Regions from separate parts of the Zea mays genome. Here region 1 is linked to region 2. Evidence: chromatin contacts called from public Hi-C data. All regions are on one chromosome and are shown on one strand. The core of a region is the stretch at or near the end of the contact, and the rest is flanking DNA. Distances in the headings are between cores, read along the strand shown. Region 1 holds the start of LOC100382471 (Protein transport protein Sec24-like CEF). Region 2 holds the start of LOC100282341 (Probable bifunctional methylthioribulose-1-phosphate dehydratase/enolase-phosphatase E1).

What was found. A called contact is a pair of places that touch in the nucleus more often than the background predicts.
Region 1: a contact with region 2 is called in a Hi-C map of endosperm, with 2.0 times the contacts expected there. The contact joins the promoter of LOC100382471 here to the promoter of LOC100282341 in region 2. A contact is called at or near these places in 4 of 25 Hi-C or Micro-C datasets (bundle sheath, ear, endosperm and 1 more).

Annotation. Positions count from the first base shown.
Region 1 is chr4:21,120,228-21,125,393 of Zm-B73-REFERENCE-NAM-5.0, forward strand. It overlaps LOC100382471 (Protein transport protein Sec24-like CEF), which reads right to left and starts at 2,936. Exons shown (of 23, transcript NM_001175211.1): 1 at 1,996-2,936; 2 at 1,210-1,443; 3 at 1,030-1,104; 4 at 842-940. The coding sequence starts at 2,865.
Region 2 is chr4:20,361,448-20,366,498 of Zm-B73-REFERENCE-NAM-5.0, forward strand. LOC100282341 (Probable bifunctional methylthioribulose-1-phosphate dehydratase/enolase-phosphatase E1) reads left to right here and starts at 1,367. Exons shown (of 12, transcript NM_001155253.2): 1 at 1,367-1,715; 2 at 2,629-2,765; 3 at 2,853-2,948; 4 at 4,085-4,204; 5 at 4,674-4,763. The coding sequence starts at 1,493.

The DNA.
Region 1 (5,166 bases), core at 1,686-4,185, 760 kb after region 2:
TTGTCTTTGTAATAGGTTGTAGAACACTGGGTGAATGTGCCGAAATGAGGGACAATTAACAGTGGATCACTTAGGACTGTTTGTTTGGACCTTTGCTGGCTTCTATGGCTGCCTGAAAAGTTAAAAAGACTGTATTTTGTGAATTTTCTTCTGAATTAATGGAACAGGTAATATGTGTGATACCCCTCAAAACAGGGCCTCAATTGCCAGTAAAACCTCTTTAGAACTGCTATTGGATCCTAGTACAAATGCAGCTTTTGGCTTAAGCCATTTCAAAAGTAGGTTGTTTGTTTAAGCTTGTCTTTTAACCAGAAGCCAAAGGACCTCTGTTGACTCATTATAGCCACATATAACTTACAAGATCTCGGCACTGGCATTACCTGAGCAAAAGTGGCAATACTCTCTTGCAAGTGAAGTATGCAAGTTAGATAGCTTATGATTGTAATGTACAACAATATATAGCAAAACATTTTATGTTGAAGCACATAGGGCATAGCAAAACTACTCTTCTTCAAGATAAGAACAACAGTCCACAAAAGTTCCTTTCAGATAAAATTTGTTCATTTCGATTAGAAGATTTAATTCAATTATGCATGTATTGCATCCTTTAGTGGCATTATCATCCCAATGCATTTCTGTAAATTTAATTGGTTCGATAACACTTTAAAGGAAAAAAATAACAGTTGCACTTATTATAATACCTATCAACTCAGTCATTTATCTAAAAAGTTTGCTGAAATCAACAGTTGTACTTATTTACCAATAAAATCAGTCAATGATCTGAAAAGTTTCCTGAACATGTGCAGCATTTGCCTAGGTACAAGAAATGACAAAAAAATACCTGAATAGGTTCCTCGGATGGGTGAGGAAGAGAAAAAGGTTGAACCATCAGAGCTAAAGGCATACCCGAAGTCATCAAGAGATCACCGGTACAAGGTATCTGGTAGAAGTAGAACATGTATTAGCAGCAGATTACAAAGAAACAAAGACGCCAGAGAATTACAAGCAATAACAATTAAACAATGTTACTTGATTCACAGTGCAGCGCATTAAACGGGGGCTACAGTTCCCAGTGTCCTTCACAATAAATTCACTAGATGCAGCCTGTGATGAATAAGTTACTCTTTATGAAGCAAGAACAGTTTTGGGATGGAACAAAATATGAATGAAAATGGACACCATTTACACAATTATAGCTTCAAGACATACCGGGGGGATGGTTGCTTGGCCACCTTGACGGGTCTCATAAATGATGACTGATGATTCAGGCATAGGCCGTGGAATTTGATTGGGATCAATTTTGGATGGGGTTGATACCTGTGTTCCAGCATGTGGAGAATAAGTCATAGTCGGGGTGCCAGGGGGTCCTAGTGTGTTTGGCTGCATGCTACCAGGAATGCCTGGCATTCTCATAGGTGGCTGCATTGCACCAGACCCAGCTCCCTACAAATAATTTCATGCAGCATGTCAGAACTCAGAAGTCAAACTTCAATGGTTCCTAGAATCACAGGAGTTCAAGATTCAGTTATTCGCTGCTTACACTATGAAATCATGCACTTCAATAATTTAAGTTTCTAATTTTTCACATCATACTGACAAGAGTATTACTTCTAACTTCTAAGCTAGTAATCACAACAACCATGTATGCCAAGAATCCACATATATGCTATTTAGGCCAAACAAATAATTATGGAAATATAAGCAACACAGAACTTTGGAGTCCTTAACAAATTATGGGCCATCAGAATATGATTTAATAGAAAATCCAATATCTATGGCACATGATTACAGGTTCAATCAATCAACATAAGGCTCATATGTCATATCAGACAACCCAATTAAAATATCTAGCAAATAAACATTCAGACAAAATCATTGGGTATGTGAGATTGGAAACACCACAAAAAGTCTAAACCATCACCACTTCCCAGTGTCACTCACTCCCTCACAAAAAGAGAAAAAACTAAACTTTTGCGATAGAACTAGCAAGATCACCTGAGTTTGCCAGGATGGAGGCCCAAACGCCGGGGCATTTGCCCTGGGTGGCCCCATGAAGGGCAGCTGCTGTGCCACAGGCGCTGATTGCGTAGCAAAGGGCGGCTGCCCAACTGGCCGCGAACTGAATGGTGGTGGAGATTGTTGCGGGGCTCCAAAGCTAGGTGGTGTTGGCTGCGTCCAAGCTGCCGCGGATGCCATTGGCCCAGACTGGCCAGGGAATGTCTGCCGTAGTGGCGGTGCTGGATGAGGCCCTGCTCCAGGAGGCCCACCGAACGGCGGAGGATGTGACCCCGCAACAGGGGGGACGCCGAACGGTGCTGCCTGAGACGCAGCAACAGAGTGACCAACAAAGGGCGAAGGCACCTGCGATGCCATGGCAGGAGGGCCTCCAAACGGAGGAGGGGCCTGCGACGCCGCAGTAGGAGGGCCTCCGAACGGAGGCGGCGCCTGGGACACCACCCCGGGGGCAACACCGAACGGCGGCGGCGGCTGAGACGCCGCACCTGGAGGTCCCCCAAACGGTGGCGGCTGCTGGGACACTACCCCCGGTTGTCCGCCGAAGGGCGGCGAGACGGAAGCTGCCGCCGTCGGCGCCCGCACGAACGGCGGTGCGGGCGGGCTGCCAGGGAAGAAGGGCCGGGCTGCAGCCGGTGGAGGACCCGAAAGCGCGGCGAAGGCGGGCGGTGCCTGCTGAGGCGTGAGCCCCCGCGGGGCACCGGGCGGCGGGGCCGCGCCGCGGGAGATCTGGAGATTGGAGAACGCCCCGGGGAGTGCCCCCGTCCCCGAGACTGGAGGCCCCTGGCCTGGACCCTGCGCAGTAGGGTTTTGCGTGGCGAACGGCGGCGGCTGCTGCGGCGACGACGCCATGGATCGCGGCGAGATCGGGATCTGGCGCGCGATAGCAAGCGGGGGCAGGGGAGGCGGAGGCCCCTCTTGTGCACTCCTCCTGTTAGAACATGGATCGTTTCGTGCGCGGTGGGGTCTGGCCTGCCGTGTAGGTGGCCTACCAAGGCAGCACGCTGTATTAAGCCCACATGTCATTCTGCGTGGATCTTTGGGCTCGCGTTGCGGTGAGAGCCGCAGCCGCTGCCCGCTGGTCTCTTGGTGACGTGGCGATAATTTATTGGACAAACTGCGTGGAGGGCCATGGGTGCCCCGACCGTCCGACGTGGAACTTCCTACTATGGTTTAAACTATTTTGATAATATTAAGAGTAAAAAAACATAATATATATTTTACAATTGGTTAAATAATAAATCTCTATCTTTATCTCTTCTCTGTATCTATCTCTATTATATTAAATCACCAATTTTGATGGTTGTGCTATGTCACTAAAAAACCTCGATTTTCCCTTAATCAATCTGCGTCACCACGCCTCTCAATCCCACAACCGCATGTGAAACATTAGTCTCCTTCTCATCGTCCTCTCGAGCGGTGTGCCTCTCAACACATGTGGAGCCTTCTCCACAAACCCTTCGCGGGGAGGAAGAAGAGGCCAACGCGGGCCCGGCGTGTCCTCGGCAGCGCCCCCCGAGGACGCCATCGGGAGCGGCGCGGCGGTGGCAGAGTGTGCGGCAGTGTGTTGCGTGCTCTGCGCCTACCTTGTCGTGACCATGCTCTGTTGCATGGCGTGCTCTCCGCTCCGCGTCACATGGCGGTGCTGCAACCCCTTCACAGGGAGGAGACGGCGACCCACGCGAGCCCGGCGTGTCCCCTGCAGCGCCCCCGAGGACGCCACCGGGAGCGGTGCGGTGGTGGCGAAGTGCGCCGCGGCGGTGGCCTGTGCGGGGTCGGCGTGTCCTCGACAGTGCCCCCCCAGGACGCCACCGGGAGCGGCGCGACGATGGCGGAGTGTGTGATGTCGTGCTGCGTGCTCACTAGATCCATCGATCGATCAGACTGCTAAGTTGTGGGAGGTCAACACGGGGATGCAGCTCTTCAGCTTCTGCTTCAACGCGCCTGCTAGGTCCATTGAGTTCACCATCGAGGACGTGCTCGCTGTCGTCACCACCGACAACTTCATGGACCACGTCCCCACCGTCCAGGTTAAGCACATCGCCGAGGACATCGACTACCATCAGTGCGCTTTTGCCTTCTCAGCAACGCTTCATTCATGTCTCCTCCATTGTTTCGTTTGAATGGCAAACCAACACCCTTCCTTGAGATCATGTGTGCATACAGAGATCGAGAAGCGGCGGTGGTGGTGGAGTGTGCGGTAGTGTGTTGCGTGCTCTGCGCCTGCCTCCCCATGACCATGCTCTGTTGCATGGCTCGCGCTCTGCTCCGCGTCGAACGGTGGTGCTTATGGATGGCAGTGGGTTTTACCCGTCGGGTACGGATATGGTGGATTTTCGTATCTGCGGGTACGGGTATGGATATTATATAGTATCCGCGGTTATTAATTTCGCGGGTATGGATATATGCTATCCATATCCGTCACCCGTTGGGCATATGACATGTGGACCCAGATCATATTCTCCCATGCGCCAGCCGGCCAGCCCCGTGGGCCGTGAGTCCTTGACCCAGCGTCCCAGTCCTAGGCTCCCAGCCTCTTCAATCCGGCATCCAGCGAGCAGCAAGTCCTAACCCTAGCCGCCAGGCTACAGTGCTCCACCGCTCCAACAGATCCCGGAAGCAGCGAGGAAACACAGGCGACAGGACCGATCTGAGCGCGCCGCCCCGCCCCGCCCCGAGCCCCCGCCTCTCCCTCGGGCGTTGTTCGCGCCTCCGCGCCTCCGCGGTCCGCGTCCGGCCGTCCGCCCAGGGCGCAGGCAGTTGCTGGCTTGCAGCCGTCCGCCAGGCTGCCTAGGCACACAGTGATAGCACACTACTTCTACAGTTCTATGGTCAGTCCAGGTTAGTGCTTTTGCCCTTGCATCATTTGTTTGCCCTTGCACACAAGGACACATCACACTAGAGGCGTTGCTTTTTTTTGTTTGCTGCCCACACTAGGCCTTCTCTGTTTATACAGATTGTGATGTCAACTCCCAACGAAAATAGCAACACTCAATTTCAACCTCCCTCATCTCAAGCATCTGTTGAGGGTGGAAGTGGGCTTCCGGAGAATGTGATTAATGTTGAACAAGATGGTGATGAGGATGAGGATGAAGTAGAAGTAGAAGAAAATGGGAGAAAAAGAAAATTGAAATCTGCAGTGTGGAGTGAATT
Region 2 (5,051 bases), core at 117-2,616:
CTACAGGGTTTAAGCGCTCCTCCGACGGCCACGACATCACATGAACAGGGCACCAATACCTCTCCGACAGCCACGTCGGCATGTACATAGGGCTCTGGCTCCTCTCTGCTAGACACGTTAGCACTTTGCTACACCCTCCATTGTACACCTGGGCCTTCTCCTTACATCTATAAAAGGAAGGTCCAGGGCCCTCGTACGAGGAGGTGGCCGCGCGGGAGGACGGGCTGACGGACAGGCTCTCTCTCTCGTGAACGCTTGTAACCCCCTACTGCAAGCGCATCCGCCCTGGGCGCAGGACAACACGAGCCGCGATTCCCTTTATTGTTCCCCCTTGTGTTCCGTCTCGCGCCGACCCATCTGGGCTGGGACACGCAACAACAATTTACTCGTCGGTCCAGGGACCCTCCGGGTCGAAACGCCGACAGATGCGTTTTTCTCCCGCTCTCGCTTAACAACTAGGTAAGTCTTATCTGTATCTTGTATATGCCAACCATACAAGATGCAACCACCACAAGTGTTTATATTAATCTCCAACTTCTTATCTATTTTTCTATCTCTACTCTCCTCGCTTAGATTCTTTTGCGATGAAGAGTTTATGGTTGTTTCCATGTAATTATTATGAACTAATATTTTATTTTACACCCGTTTGGTCTGTAGATATTGAAGCACATAATTAGGATTTGGAATAAGCTTTCCCAAATTTTTTTGTTTGGTTGCACATAGAATGAGATTTTAAATCAGAGGTTTTAAATTAGACTATAACTATAAACGTTTTAAATTAGACTATAACTATAAACCCTTTTTCCAATACAAAGTCTTACTCCTAGATATTGCGTGAAATTAGACCACATAATTTTAAACTCAAATTCAGTGACATCTAAACAATATAATTAGGATTGCATTTCATTTTAATACCATGCATGATTTGGTATTCAACTGAATTCAATTCCATCCTCTCTAACATCGACGTGCAAACTCATCGTATCGAATATTTAGGGTTTGTATCCGACGGTAAGCGGGTGAGATGTCATCACGAACTGTGCCGTCTTGTGGCTTATTTGACCGGACCCCACCTATCCGGCAGCCTATTTCACGCATGCTCCCCGTGACAATGACCTTGGCCGTGCCAGTTACAGCTACTCAAAACGATCTAGCCTCCACCACACTTTCTCGTTGACAACCCGGTCCTACAACCCGGTCCTACAACCCAGTCCTTCCCTTGCCCACACTCCGCAGAGCCGGTGGTCCGCGATCTCGAGTAACAAAAAGTAAAAGCCGCCTCTCTGCGGTGCCGACTATTCCCGAGATTACATTATTATATATATCTTCCCGCGCCCGAGATTCCCCGTGGATGACTCGCTGACATGTGGGCCCTCTCTGCGAACCTCGCCAGCACTAATCGAGCCGCCACTGGCAGCATCTGAAGAGAATAAAAGACAGCCCCACACGCAGCTCGAATCCCGGCACGTGAGCGGCGGAGGCAGGGACGGCCATGGCATGCAGTGGGTGCAGCTGCGAGGCGGCGGTGGGGGCGATGGCGTCGGAGGCGTACCTGGAGGGGGCGCCGGTGCGGGAGGCGCGGGAGCTGGTGGCGGAGCTCTGTCGGCACTTCTACGCGCAGGGATGGGTCACGGGCACCGGCGGCAGCATCACCGTCAAGGTCAACGACCCCACCGTGCCGCTCGCCGATCGCCTCATCGTTATGTCACCCTCCGGTAACCAGCGATTCACCTTGGATTCCTCTTCCTGCTTGCTTTTTGTGGCCTTGGGAGTGCTTGTCACCTGTTCGACGAATTGCCGCGTAGTGAGTTAGATGCCGCTGCTTTTTGCTACTGGAAAAAGAAAAGATCGCTGCTGTTACCCAAGAAACAATCGCTGCTGTTTGCTACTGGAAAAAGAAAAGATCGCTGCTGTTACCCAAGAAACAATCGCTGCTGTTATCCAAGAAACAGTCGCTGCTGTTGCCCAAGCTATGCCTCATGCCATATGTCTCCACGCTTCACGTGGAATCCCTCTGATCGGACTACTTTTATTGATCCGAATTATGTTCATGTTCTGACAATGATGAAATGCTATGAAATGGACTAGCTATGAGGCATTACCATATAAGGTTAACGCTTCAGGCCAAGTAGTTCTCAAGTGGAGGCGACTTTTAACTAAATTCAAGTTAAAATTTTTGAAACAACTGATGGAGGTTCTTTCGCTGGAAAAGGCCCAGAATGATGATGGGTTGCCATGAGACCAACTTAAAATTCCGTTTCACCAAGTTATAGCACACAGAAGTTTGAGTTTTTGAAGTATCCATTGTTTAGCTTATATCCCACTGCAGTCCAAGTTGAGCTCATGGTGTACTGTGCGCTCTGCATTGGGTTGTACTTGTACCACTGACACAATATCTCTTTAGATGTCCAGTGTTGGGATATCTTAAGCAGTTCAGGCTTTAAGGAATATACACAAGGATATCAATCAGGATCCTTATTTGTATGGTATTGCTGTCTAGTACCTTTACTGCTAGTTAGTGGGTCAAAATGCAGGTGTCTGAAAGGAATTCCAATTTTATACCTAATATTCTGCCAGAATAAGTAGCTAGTTCATTCCAGTGGCAATAAATGTGTTGACCTCTTTCAGGTGTGCAGAAGGAGAGGATGGTAGCAGAGGACATGTATGTGATGGCTGCAGATGGGAAAGTGCTTTCTGCGCCTGTAGCAAAGCCATGGCCAAACAAGCCTCCTAAGTGCACGGACTGTGCTCCTCTGTTCATGAAGGTTTGTGAATGCTCCCTCCTTTTTAATTTTTCTGTTGCTTCTGCTTGTTTTGATCTGAAAACTCTAGTTTCCTTTGGTGTTTTGAAGGCGTATCTGATGAGAGGAGCTGGGGCTGTCATTCACAGCCATGGAATAGAGACTTGCATCGCAACAATGCTCATCCCTGGTGCAAAGGAGTTCAGAGTAAGTCCCATTCCAAGTGTATTCGATCTGATTTTTAGATCAAACACATTCACCCGCCTTTATTAGAAAGGTTAACGAAAGCCCAGGATCCACCGCTGGGGATTCCAGCTTACATGAAGCAAGGATTACAGGTCTAGTAACAACCAGCACCGCTCAACTACAACCTTGAACACAAAAGAAAATTCCGCACAACTACCAAAAGTTTTGCCAAAACCAGCTAACTCAGACTAAACTGATACTGATCTTGTCTAACATTTCATTGGCCACTTCCATCGACTTGGGTTTGAGCAATGGACGCTAGGTCGTCAACATCATCACCATCTTGTGCATGATTGTTGTTGGGGAGGACATCAGTTTGTTGTTCGAGGCAACGTCATTCCTGGCCTTCAATCTGATTAAATTTGTGAAATAGGGTTATTAACATTTATGTGCTGATCTTTTAGGTGGCATTGAACAGTCCAATGATTTTTAAATCATATTCACAGCATACTTGTTTTTTGTTTCATGCAATTTATTTCAACGACAGCATGAAGTCGTAACATGAAAATGAATAATGCTACTTTTTGTGTGTGTGCATAGAATAAGTTCAACAGTGATTGCATGCATACATGCATGAGCTAGTTGGATTGGATCAGTGAGATCTGGATTCTGGACAGTGGCTTCATACAAATTCCCTGCATTCTCCATAGAGCTTAGTGTAACATTTTCTGAGAAGACACTAACATGTAATTATTTATCGGTAATATCACACCCTAGCTGGAACTTTGATTATGTACTATGACAGGATTTAGAAACTAAGGCCATCTTTGGTAGAGCTCCACTTTGTGGTTCTTAGCTCTAGCTCCTTGATTCTTCGGTGGAGTAATTCTAGTTGATTCCGGTGGGGGAGCAGGCGAGAATTGATTCTAGAGTGATTTTAGTGGGAATGAATAGGAAGCAATAGCACCAACAAGTAGGTTTTTAGCTCCCAGCTCCCCGTGTAAATGGAAGTGATTCTTGTCCTCAGTTTTTCTGTTTGGCTGAGTGCCAAACTACCCCTAAAATTCATAGTGGATTCTATTGTATATTTGTATGCTAGAATAATTGTGGTAAGAAAATCCTTATTTGACTAGATACTGATGCTGATCTTATTGCAGGTGACCCACATGGAAATGATCAAAGGAATCAAAGGTCATGGCTACCATGATGAATTGGTCATTCCTATTATTGAGAATACCCCTTATGAGTATGAGCTCACTGACTCCCTAAGTGAGGCGGTATGCTATCAAACTCCTATCTTTCAATCATCTTTTTTTCTTCTCGGACGCGCAAGAGATATGCACATCATTAAATTAAGAAGAAGTTTGGTCCAAAATAGACCAGTACAAAAAAGCAATGGTTTGAGGAGCATAAGGATTTGAACACAAATTCCCTGCACAACATGCCTCTAGGGATAGCCTTATAAGTTATAACAAGCTGATTCAAGGATTATCATGTCTCTAGCACATTAATTTTAAATTATTTGATGATAAATGGGGAAGCTGGTATATTGATTGATGTTGTTCAGAGCCTCTGATTATAGTTACTGTAGTGGTTTAGTCATCATAAATTTATCAGCCCAATTGGTTGTTTTTACAATACTATTTGGTTTATCTATAGTTACAATACTATTCTTGAATCTTGATAACAGAGTTTCCATGAATATTTTAGATGTATGTAGGCCTTTGATACAGAATTATTTATCAGATTGCAGCATACCCAAAGGCAACTGCTGTGCTTGTAAGGAACCACGGAATATATGTATGGGGGGAGTCTTGGATCAATGCCAAGACACAGGTGTGCTTTCTACCTGTGAATTTCTGCAGTTATTTAAAAATGCTCTGGACCCTGTGATGACCTCTCACTATTATTTTTATCTATGTTTCTGCAGTTTAGGCTTTTGGTTCCTTCACTTCAAAACCTCTTATATTGATAATCTTTGATGATTAATTTTAGCATATAGTTATTCTGATTAGGCACAATGAAACAGTTATTTACAACTAGGTTACTTCTTCGATAGTCCTTTTTTCTCTAGAAGTTAACTTTTCTTATAAAACTTTTTACATGATTATAAGCTAATAAGGT